Linked DNA regions of Mus musculus: region 1 is linked to region 2. Evidence: chromatin contacts called from public ChIA-PET data. All regions are on one chromosome and are shown on one strand. Each heading gives the region's core, a stretch centred on a gene start, on an enhancer-like site or on the middle of the called end of the contact. The rest is flanking DNA. Distances are from core to core; before and after follow the strand shown.

Region 1 (5,202 bases), core at 1,149-3,648, 130 kb before region 2:
AGAGACTGAACCAGCAATTAAGCAACCTGGATGAGTCGGATCTAGGTCCCCTGCATATATGTTACGGTGTGTAACTAGGTGTTCTGGTAGGATTCCTTATAGCAGGAGTGCATGCTATCTCTGACTCTTTTGCCTGCTTTTGGGACCCATTTTCTCCCACTGAGTTAACCTTGTCCGCTTTGATATAAGGGATGTGCCTAGTTGTGTTGTAACTTGATCATTTGATATCCCTGGGAGGCCTGCTCTTTTCTGAAGGAAAATGGAAAAGGAGTGGATTTGGAGGGAAGGGCCTGATAAAGGGGATAACTGGGAAGAGTTGAGGGAGGGAAAAAAAATAAAAAGATTTTTTAAATGGAATGTTTTTTAAAAAGGGGGGGGGGCAACAGGTACAGACAATGGAACCATCGTTTAAGAGGGAAGCAACACCTGAATCTGCTGGGTATGCAGAAGCAAACAAATCCCAACAGAGCATGGAAAGTAAAGACTTATCCTGCGACTAAAGTAAACAAATGCAAATGGGTAGGTGCGTCCATCTTACAGTAGTTTTCACTTTCTAAGACTAAAGCCTTGGACTGTGGTCTGATACTCTCAGTCACATTAAGGGGGGGATTGTGATTTTGAAAAAAAAAAAGTCATACGGTGTGTCAATAGTTAAGACAGCTATCTATGTGACACAACCTGAGTCACTTGGGAATGACGGGGGGGGGGGGGGGGGGACAGACGTGCTTTATTTCTGCTTCACAAGGGAGGGTCCAGTTTCCTGTAGCCTGTGCCATCTCTAGGCAGGCAGACCTGGGTTGTATAGGATAGCTAGCTGACCAAGGCAAAGGGAGCATGCCAGTAAGTTCCTGCATCCAGAGTTTTTCCTCGAGCTCTGGTCCTGGTGTGCTTCAATGATACAACTACAGGCTATAAACTGAAAAACAAAACAAAACAAAAAAACAAAAAACAAAAAAACAACCTTTGATAAAGTTGAATTTGGTCACAGCGTTTACCGTAGCAACAACGAGCAAACTAGGGCATTATAAATAAGGTAAAAATATAACAAAGTTAAGCCAAATATAATTTTATGAGTATTTAAGTTAATATTTTAAATGTTAAAATATTAAAACAATTTCAAACTAACAATCAAAGAACAACCAAACAAAAACACTTTTTCCAACTAAGTATGTATGAGTTCATGATCAGTGAATGTGTTGTTAAATGAATTATTATTTTAAAATTGAATGATTTTAAAAGAATAGTGCTGAAAAAACAGTAAGGAGTCAACTTCAATTTGCAACATATACTAGCTGTGTAATGAATATGGGGCACATCACTTCCAAACTCTTCACCTGTCGAACGATATAAAAGAGCGAGGCCTCACATAAATACACACCTTCTCTCACTGTAAAGCTTTTGAGGCTTGTAATATTCTACTTCTTAAGTTAGATGTACATGTAAATCAAAGAAAAGCCTCTGCAAAGTAGATGCCACTAGAGAAATACTGTTTATAAATTAAATGCATGTGTAAGGTTACAGAGGGGATGGGTGAAAACCAAGAAGACAAATGAGGAGACAGAGGAATAAAGAATAGGTTGTCTTTTTTTTTTTTTAATAAAAGGCCCTAGAAATGCAGGTGAGGAGCAGGCAACACGATGTTTGCACAGAGCTCCCTGCATTTCCCTGGCCTTTTAAGCACAGCCTCTTGCAGACAGTTCCTTAGCCCGACTTTATGAGCGACAGCAGAAGCTTTTGTCCGTTAGACACTCAGACGAACAACTTTCATGAGTCAGAAAGAAGATGGCCAAGTTTCTACAGTGCAAAGAATCCTTGCAGTGTTGCAAGGACTATGTAGTGTCTGATTGTTTTTTCAAAAGTACACTGAAAATAGATGACCAGATCCCAGTATTCACTGCTCGCAGTAAGTTGTTGGGCGGCATAAATGAGAAGAGAGCTGTGCATGACCAGGAGGTGAAGAGGAAGCCAGTAAGTAAGTAGAAAAAAAAAAAAATCAAACACACTTCCTCCATTTATATCTCTTTCTCTACAAAATATTTTGGTAAGACCATTGTTGGGATGTTTTCATTGAAACTTTAATAAGACATCTAAAACTTCAAAATGAGTGGTATCAAAACTTCAGACCAACAGTCTAAACAAAAATACTTTTTTAGAACTCAGTATAATTTTTCTCCCAAATGCACTGTATTTCACTATGAATTCTACCTTTTAGGATAAGAAAAACAAACAAACAAACAAACAAACAAACAAACAAAAAACAAAAACATTGCTACTTATATACCCACCCTTCAAACACCTGGGCTGTCTGATCAGGATTTAGGATCAGGCAACTATGGTACCGCCTGAGCACGGCCACAATGCAGACACATAGTCCTGTAGTGTAACTTCCTGCCAGGCTAGAAGACTTCAAGAGGAGCTCTGCTTCCACCACACTCAGTTCATTCAGCAGCTGCAGCAGAAGTGGGGTTGGGGGGGGGGTGAAGGGAGGGTTGGAGGGGAGGGAAGAAGACAAACAGGGAAACCGTTCAGTGAACCCCTAGTGCACATTTCCTATACGCTACGGAATCAGAAAGCACACAAGCTTTTGCTGGCATTTACTTTTAAGCCTTTACTAATTTAAACGAATGTTTTTCTGTCTAGACACCAGCATGCACCCAACCAGGATGTAGTCAGTGCTGAAACAGTCACCAAAACTTTCTGAAAGCCCAGAGCCTGGAACTAAGCGTTTAATAAACAACCCCATTCTTTATTTAATTTTTTTTCCTTTTTTTCTTTTTTTCTTTTTCATTTTGGTTGTTGTGCTTCTTTTTTTTTTTTTCCTTTCAATGCAACACAACTGATAACTATAATAACTACATTCTTATTTATAAAGCTTGGAGTAACTGTACAATAGAAAAAAATCAAACCTAATGTCTATTTATTAACACAAGGAATAAATGATCTAAAATGTGTGTAACTACAGTGGGACAAATGAAATTATAAAGAGTATTTTAACAATCATTTGTGCTTTTCACTGCTTAACTCTACTAGAGAGAATATATCATTTCCTTATTCCCAACGCAAAATAATAAGGTAACAACAACCGACACCAAAACAAAAACATCTTTCACGTATACATAGTTTTAAATAAGTTGTGTATTACTAACACCAACTATAGCTTAACAGTAAAACTATTAACTCAAAATGTCTCAAACACTTTAAAATGTACTAGGTGCTTAAAATAGTTTTGTTTTATTTGTTTTGTTTTAGGGATTTTGTTTTGTTTTGTTTTTTGGTTTTGTTTTTTTCGAGACAGGGTTTCTCTGTGTAGCCCTGGCTGTCCTGGAACTCACTCTGTAGACCAGGCTGGCCTCAAACTCAGAAATCTGCCTGCCTCGGCCTCCCAAGTGCTGGGATTAAAGGCACGTGCCACCACTGCCCAGCTTAAATAGTTTTAATGTAACAGAACTGGCACATGTTCAAAGGCATGAAGTTCCAAGAGGCCAAAGAGAGTTGGGACAGAGAAGTGATTAGGGAAAGTTAATCAGTGGGGACTAAGTTCTTACAGGAGCAAGATATCTTCACGTGTAATATGTATGGCAGGGCGGCTATAGGTAACAGGATGCACTGTACCTAGCAAACGTAGGGAAAAGGACTCTTGACAGTTTCTACCATCAAGAAATGATGTTTGAAGAATAGGTATGTTTAATTTGCTATAAGAATATACATAACATATACATGTTTTATGGCATCATATGGTATTTCATAAAACTACATTTTTGCATATTTATGCAAGTTTAAAAAATAAGAGGCTTGAGAGATGACTCAGTAGTTAAGTACCACTAGCTGCTCTTTCAGAGGACCCATGTTCAGTACCCAACACCCCCAAGATGTCTCATAAGTATCCGTAACGCCCTTCCAAGGGAGCCAATGCCCTCTTTTGAACTCTGCAGGCACCAGGCACACACATAGTGCACATCTGTAGGCAAGACACCCATGCACATAAAATAAATCTAAAAATATTTCATATAAATGTAAGCCAGGTCACAAGCTTGTAGCCTTAGGTACTTGGGGGCTGAGTAGGGTGGTCACTTCAGATGGAAAGTTCAGACAAGCTCAACAGTAAGGGATAGCCTGGTTTTTAAATCAACAAATAAAGAGTATGAAGAAGCAAGATAAACTCTAGTGTCTGGTTGGTTTGCTTTCCTAAATGTGAGAAAGGCACAGTATAGTCTCTGTGGCACCTGTATGGCAAAGTCAATCAGCCCATTGATGTTCAGCGCTGGCTCCATGAGATCAAAGATGAGCTGAATATGGTGAGCCAACGGGAGGTGATAGGATGTTCCAGACGCAAAGCTTGTGATTTGTTCCAGCACATTGTTAGAGATCTGCTCAGACAAAAGCAAGGAAAATCACACAACCAACAGTCTGGGTGAGGCTTCACTTCGATATATCACTTCGATTGTTTTCGTTTTAGGTTTTTTTCCAGCAACACATATGAATTCATGTGATTCTACTTAGAAATTAGTATTTCCGTGGAAGTCAAAACATATACAAATCAGCATTCTTACAAACATCATTTGAAAATTTCAATATAATCTAGATACTGGTGACCCCAAAGGGAAATCACTCAAAAGTGTGAGTCATCAGAAACTGACATGTTAACTGAATAACAATGGATTTCTTCTAAATTTCCCAGTATTTTAATTAAATCATCAAAAAGTTTCTCCTTCACCAATAGTGATGCTGGGTCAGCATGTTATATAATAAGTATATTAGGAATTACCTTTATGAATTAATAATTACTATAAAGCAAAAATACTTACATAATAAAAACAGGTGTTGAAGGAAACACCTAATACTCACAAATGAAGCTTGTTCTGCTTCCAAGTCTATAAGGGTCATTTGTAAAAGTTAAGGCTGGAAGTACACTGCTTGAGCTTTTAAGGGAGGAATATTCAAAGCATGTGACAAACAGCCCTGAATGGATACCTGAGATGTTACTTGATGCTGATCGAAGTATGAGAGGAGTTGGAGTTTCGTGAACACATTTTCCGGGGTTGGAAAAACTTCCTGCTTGGTCTTCCTGGCTTTCTGTCCTTCGTCCCCAACTAAAGAAACATCAGATGTATTACTTTCCATTTAAATTAATCTCTTCATATTTCTAAAGATTTTTTTGATGTGTGTGTGTGTGTGTGTGTGTGTGTGTATGTGTGTGCATGT
Region 2 (5,648 bases), core at 2,990-5,489:
AACTTTGTAGGGCAAATCAGCATATATAAAAATATACATGAAGTAGCTGAAATATCATCTTTACAAGTGTTGCCATGATAACTTTACCCTATTTCTTCCGACTTGGGCTTCTGAGATCGTGGGTTAGTGATGACATGAACTTCCTGGAACAATACCAGAATACAATCTGAAAAAAATTATCCTTAATGAGATAGAAGGAGCTCCTGCCAACTAAAATGAAACTTGTGCAGTAAAACACTTAATATTCAGAGGTCTAGAGGGGATGTGGGTAGGTACCAAGAAGGGAAAAACTCAAAGAGGGAGGTAGGCATACAGGTACATATACATATACATATACATATACATATACATATACATATACATATACATATACATATACATATATATATATAAACAGAGAGGACAGGAAGGACTAGAGACATGTAACACTAAGGATGCTTTTTAAAAAGCCACAGGAAACAATCTTATATCTAATTAAAAATGCATACGTGTGTGTGTGTATGTGTGTGTGTGTGTGTGTGTGTGTGTGTGTGTGTGTGTATTTACATACACACACATATAGCATACACATACAGTATTTAGGGTGATAATGCTCTCCCCAGGAGCCATGGACTATCTAACAAAAACTCCAGGGTCAGGCAAGGGAGACCTCCCCTCTAGCTGTTTGTTAGAGGGAAAGAAATGCCCAAACGATATAGGTGATTGCCTTTGCCCTGGGTTGTGTCCTAGAACTTGAACATAAGACCCTATAACTGGAGACACCACACTTAAGAAACAGGTTGCAGCAACTGAGCTGGGCCTGACCTGGAAGCCCCCTTCCTGGGTTGCTGAAGAATCCTAAGATGCTAAGCAAGCTGCCAAGGGAAAACACAATCAGCAGGCTTATGCTACTGCGATGCCTACAAACCACAGCTTGGCCAGCAGGGCAAAACACGCTCGGGGTGAAGTGGTCGCACTCGTATCCTAGAGAAGTTTAAACAAAGCTTTCTAGCGGGATTTAAAGCTAACTCTAGAGGAGGAAATCGTGGTGCATGGTATTATAGACCTAGGCGATTGTGCCTTGGTGGTGAGGCCATGGACTCCAGAGGAGAACCTACTATGACTGCTACTTTCATAAAGCAGTATAATCCCTACCTTTATGATAAATACTCCTCCTTATCTCCAGAGATGAATGCCATACTCATCCCCCATCCAAGAAGCTTCTTTTCGCAGTGGAGAGAGGGGGAGAGAGAGAGACCTTATCAAAGAAATCCACAATTGGTCAAAATTCACAGAGTTAACAGACTGTGGAGTGGGCAGCCCCAGTTTACACGTCTATGACACAACCACAACGCTAAGGCCCAGGGAGCAGCAGCTCAGAAAAGGAGGTGGAGAGATGATAAGCACCAGAGGCCCAGGACATCTGCTGGGGGATGGTGTCCTTGACATATGACAAGGAAGCTGTACTCACAGTGACACCACTAGTTGCCATATCAGTGTGGCTGGGGAAAATCTCACCAGTCCCCCCCCAACAGATAAAGAAATACCGGCCATTGGTGACTGCTTCAGGAGGAAATCTTGGTGTTCCCAGGGGGTGAGCTTCCTGACAAATTCTAATCCAAAGCAATCGGCTTTAAAATGTACATTTACAAGCAACACCAGATGGATTCAGGGGGCTAAGCTGATGATACACGTGTGTGTCAAATAATTATTAAAGACAAAGGCATGAATTACAGATGCATGGGAACACAGGAGGAGTTACAACAGGGAGATTGGGGGGGGGGGAGTTCAGATGATATAGATACAGTGCCCATGCATGAAATACTCAAAAATTAAGAATTTTTTAAGTAAAAGGGCAATGGAGGAAAAAGTATTCTTCCAACAACCCAGCTGTGAGAACGTATCCTCTAGATGAGAATGCAGGTTAACCAGTAATCCCAAACTCACAGTGCTGAGGCAGGAGGATCTGAAGCTTAAAGCCAGCTGGGCTGTATAATGAGACCATGTCTCAAAACAAAACAAAACAAACAAACAAAAAAGAAAACAAAATTTAGTTTTACTATAACCAAGTCAGCTCCTGACAGGCACGGTGACACATACCTGCGATCTTAGCAGTGGGGAGGCTCATGTAGGAGGATTCCTGTCAGTCTGAGACCACCGTGGGTTTATATGGCAAGATCCTATCTCATAAACACACACACACACAAAAACCAAACAGATGAGTTATCACTGCCCTAGAAATGAAGGTGCAGGGATAGAAAAAGATTCAGGGCACTTCAGCTCGCTCACATCTGACAACCCACACGTAAATGGTGGTCCTCCCTCGAGTTGTAACAACACTTAGCTGCTTGCAGGCTTTGTTCATCTAAACCTAAAGGGAAGAAGCAAGGAAGCCAATAGATAAAAGCCTGCTCAAAATAAAGTGAAAGATTAAAAAGCTTATCCCAAACGAAGTAAAACCTCACCAGAAACATCCTCTCCCCATTCTCCTTCGTATCACACTAAGTCTATTCATCAACCAACTTGCAACCAACTCCACCCCTAAATTCTCTTTCTCTCTAATGGACACACACTTTATTTCATGCAAATGTCTCTCCTACAGAGGCCACAGTGTGGCAGTTACAAATTAAGTATGTGCCAGCATAGTATCACTCTTCAAAATCTGTTTGGGCTAGAAGGTCATATTCACTTTCATAAAAGCCAGTCTTGCCCTTACCTACCATCAAGGCTTTGATCTCTGGTAACTCCGAAAGGAAAGGGGCAGTGGGTAGTGGGAATCCAGTCTTACCAATGAAAGATAAATAAAAAAAACAAAACAAAATCAATCACTAATGAGGCAAAACTTCTTCTTCAGACTAGCAAGCTGTCAGGCATGCTACTTCAGAGCTGGGCTCCATTTAAACACCACTTAAATTGTTTTTATTGTAGGAGAATAATCATGTGATATAAGGTACAAGTTGCTAAATAAATGCCCCAACTTATCAAGCTGTTTATGTCAAGACGAGAAATACTTTCTGATTGTTTTCAGTCTCATAACATGGAAAGCAGGTGACATGTGTTCCTTAACACTTAGAAGTGTAATATTAGGATTATGTGTATGTGAGTGTGAATATGTGTGTGTCATGGTACACAAGTGCCAGTCAAAGGCCAAGTTCATACAGTGAGTCTCTCCTCTCGCTCCCCACGCTCTAGGGATTGAATTTGGTTTATCAGACTTGTATGGCAAGTGCTCTAACCTGCTGTGCCACCTCCCCGGATTACATGTAGCATATCTGTGAAGGAAAATCTCTAATCACCTGTACAGTCACATTTATGTGGTTCATGTAAACGCAGAAATAAAGCTTAAATCCATAAACCAAGAAAGGGAACAGCGGTTATCTCTCTGTTCTTCTAACGGTGTTCTTTTATTTTATTTCAAGATTTTGTTTCTAAACTGGAGCTGTCAAGCTGGCTCAACGGATTGAAACGTGCTGGCCACCATGCCTGACAACTTGAGTATAACCCTGTATGGTGGAAGGGGAACCGATTCCTCAGTGCTGTCATATGAACTCCACAAACACGCTCTGACACACATGTACCTCACATGCATACATACAAAATAATAAATGTAGAAAAATGTTTTTCTATCATGAACAACAAAAAGGTAACTATACCATACCAGACTCTATACGGTGTTAATTTCCAGATGGCCTCACAAGATAGCCTAGACTGGTTTTACATTCACCATGGAGCCCAGGCTGCCTCAGATTTGTGGCTATCACCCTGACTCAGCCTCCCAAATGCTGGGGCTACAGGTGTCTGCCAGCCACAATGTGGTTGTGTTATTTTTCAATCAACAAATACCTTAAATAAATACAAGCTGCAACAATATTACTTAATAATTGTACCTCTGAAGTACTGATATCAGTAACTAAAAAACTATCTGCTTAGGTACCTTACTGTCTTTAATTCATAAACTCAATACCAGTTTCAAGAGTTTAACACTATTTTTTTAAAAAACTATTATGAAACAGAACAGTATGTGGTACTTTTACTTTAAAAAAAAAAAAGATACATGAGGCAAGACGTTATCATGGATAATTTAAAATTCTTTTTCCTAAAACAGTAACTGACAAATTTGAGTTACTTAGACAGATGAAATTGTTTTCTTACAAAAACTTCCTCAGGAGACTTTCATACAGTTTAGACCATTTGCAAACCACAGTTTCATCTACGTCAATCTCTAGCATTTTAAAACCACACAAGAAGGAAAGGAAATTCTTAGTTCAGCAGGCGACCCTGCAAAATGGAACTGCTGTCACTGTGGGTAACTAAATAGCTCCTGATTCTCTGAAGACCTGGACCTGGGCCTACTCAGGCCAGAGAAGACAGCCAGGACCCAGGCCTTCTCAGGCCAGAGACGACACAGCCAGGTACAACCTGGACCCAGGCCTGCTTAGGCCAGAAAAGACAGCCAGGACCCTGGCCTTCTCAGGCCAGAGAAGACACAGCCAGGTACGTCCTTTTCAATGAGCTCATTCCATTTTTTTTCCTCATAGAAACCAATGTCAGGATTTTCAGTGTTGCAAGAGAAAGAGTCAAAAGTCCCAAGGCTTTGGAGTGGTAGGGCAACCACTATTAAACAAACTGTAATTAGATCTGATCTGTGGGCTTCTAACAGCACTTCCTGCTTTCTTTGGTCTCATCTGTCTTTTAAAAACTACAGTTCAAATTAGACTAATAACTCAGGCAAGGGTAACGAGCTACTGTTTTCTAGCTAGATTGATGATAAGCAAGGCCATGTTATATCTCCCCAGTAGATCTTAACCAGACTTTCCTCTACCAGTCCGACATTAGCAAATTTCAAAACATGTCAAAAATGACTCCCATGGAAAACCTTCTAAGTTTTCATTTAGTTTAGTTAAGTTTTACACCCCAAGGAATAAGCAATCTATGAGAAAGGACCATAGAGATATTTAAAGTCTGTTCTTCATTTTGCTGGAGTACTGCCAAGCACACCTACTTTGTATGGATATTGTTGTCACAATGTTTATCAAGCTCTTAGATTTCAGATTTATGACAGAGAGCATGGGATGCTACTATAGTACAATTTTGCCTCTCATCAATATATGCAAGGTTTTGAGGAACTATTTTTCCTGGCGTTCTAGACACAATTTAATAAAAGCAAGTGCAGAGCACTCAAACTCTTCCGCATTACTGAATGAGTGGTTACACTGTAACCCACTGTAAGTTACTCCACTCTGCAACAGATGGTCAGTTCTAATTACAGAGAATGCCAATCTTGACAAGCTATTATAATATTTTTCTTTACTATAATCTGTACCAATAAAATGAGAGTTTGCCATATAATTATTCAGGCAATCCAGCACTCACAGAAACAAATAACTATTTTACTGACACTATATAACATCTGAAACGCCTATAAGGAAGTCAGAGAAGCCTGAAGTGGCATTCAGACATGAAGGGTCTCCTTCAGGCCCACAGGTCAATAGACAAGACTCAGAAAAACAGAGAAGGGTAAAGGCTACAGAAATCCAGAGCACTTTGCAGCCTCAATTGATTTGAGAACTGGTAAATAGTCATTGATAAAGAACATATCTAACATTAAAGTGCCACGCTTCTAAAATTCTACCACATGCTTAAGTGGACTGAAGATTAGAATAACCACC

The links. ChIA-PET counts read pairs in DNA pulled down with a chosen protein or histone mark.
Region 1: an RNA polymerase II ChIA-PET map of memory CD8 T cells shows a contact between it and region 2, with 350 read pairs. The contact joins the enhancer-like site here to the promoter of Gpr171 in region 2. A contact is called at or near these places in 1 of 15 datasets of contacts at CTCF or cohesin (CD8 T cells), 2 of 484 Hi-C or Micro-C datasets (the HPC-7 cell line and peritoneal macrophages), 4 of 115 datasets of contacts at active chromatin or transcription factors (CD8 T cells, effector CD8 T cells, embryonic stem cells and 1 more) and 2 of 9 other capture datasets (adipose tissue and liver).

The regions. Positions count from the first base shown.
Region 1 is chr3:59,232,292-59,237,493 of GRCm38.p6, reverse strand. It overlaps Med12l (mediator complex subunit 12-like), which reads right to left. Exons shown (of 44, transcript NM_177855.3): 17 at 4,972-5,090; 18 at 4,224-4,367; 19 at 2,286-2,449. The region is part of intron 1 of P2ry12 (purinergic receptor P2Y, G-protein coupled 12); the gene reads left to right. Among named protein-coding and RNA genes, the nearest start is that of P2ry13, 24 kb to the right of the region's middle. Within about 2 kb of position 2,398, at least 54 of the 459 cell types and tissues checked have an H3K27ac peak or open chromatin away from gene starts, as enhancers often do. A contact at or near this core is called in CD8 T cells, effector CD8 T cells and memory CD8 T cells, where this site is marked.
Region 2 is chr3:59,100,412-59,106,059 of GRCm38.p6, reverse strand. It overlaps Gpr171 (G protein-coupled receptor 171), which reads left to right and starts at 4,239. Exons shown (of 2, transcript NM_173398.3): 1 at 4,239-4,473. All of the region lies in intron 15 of Med12l (mediator complex subunit 12-like), which reads right to left.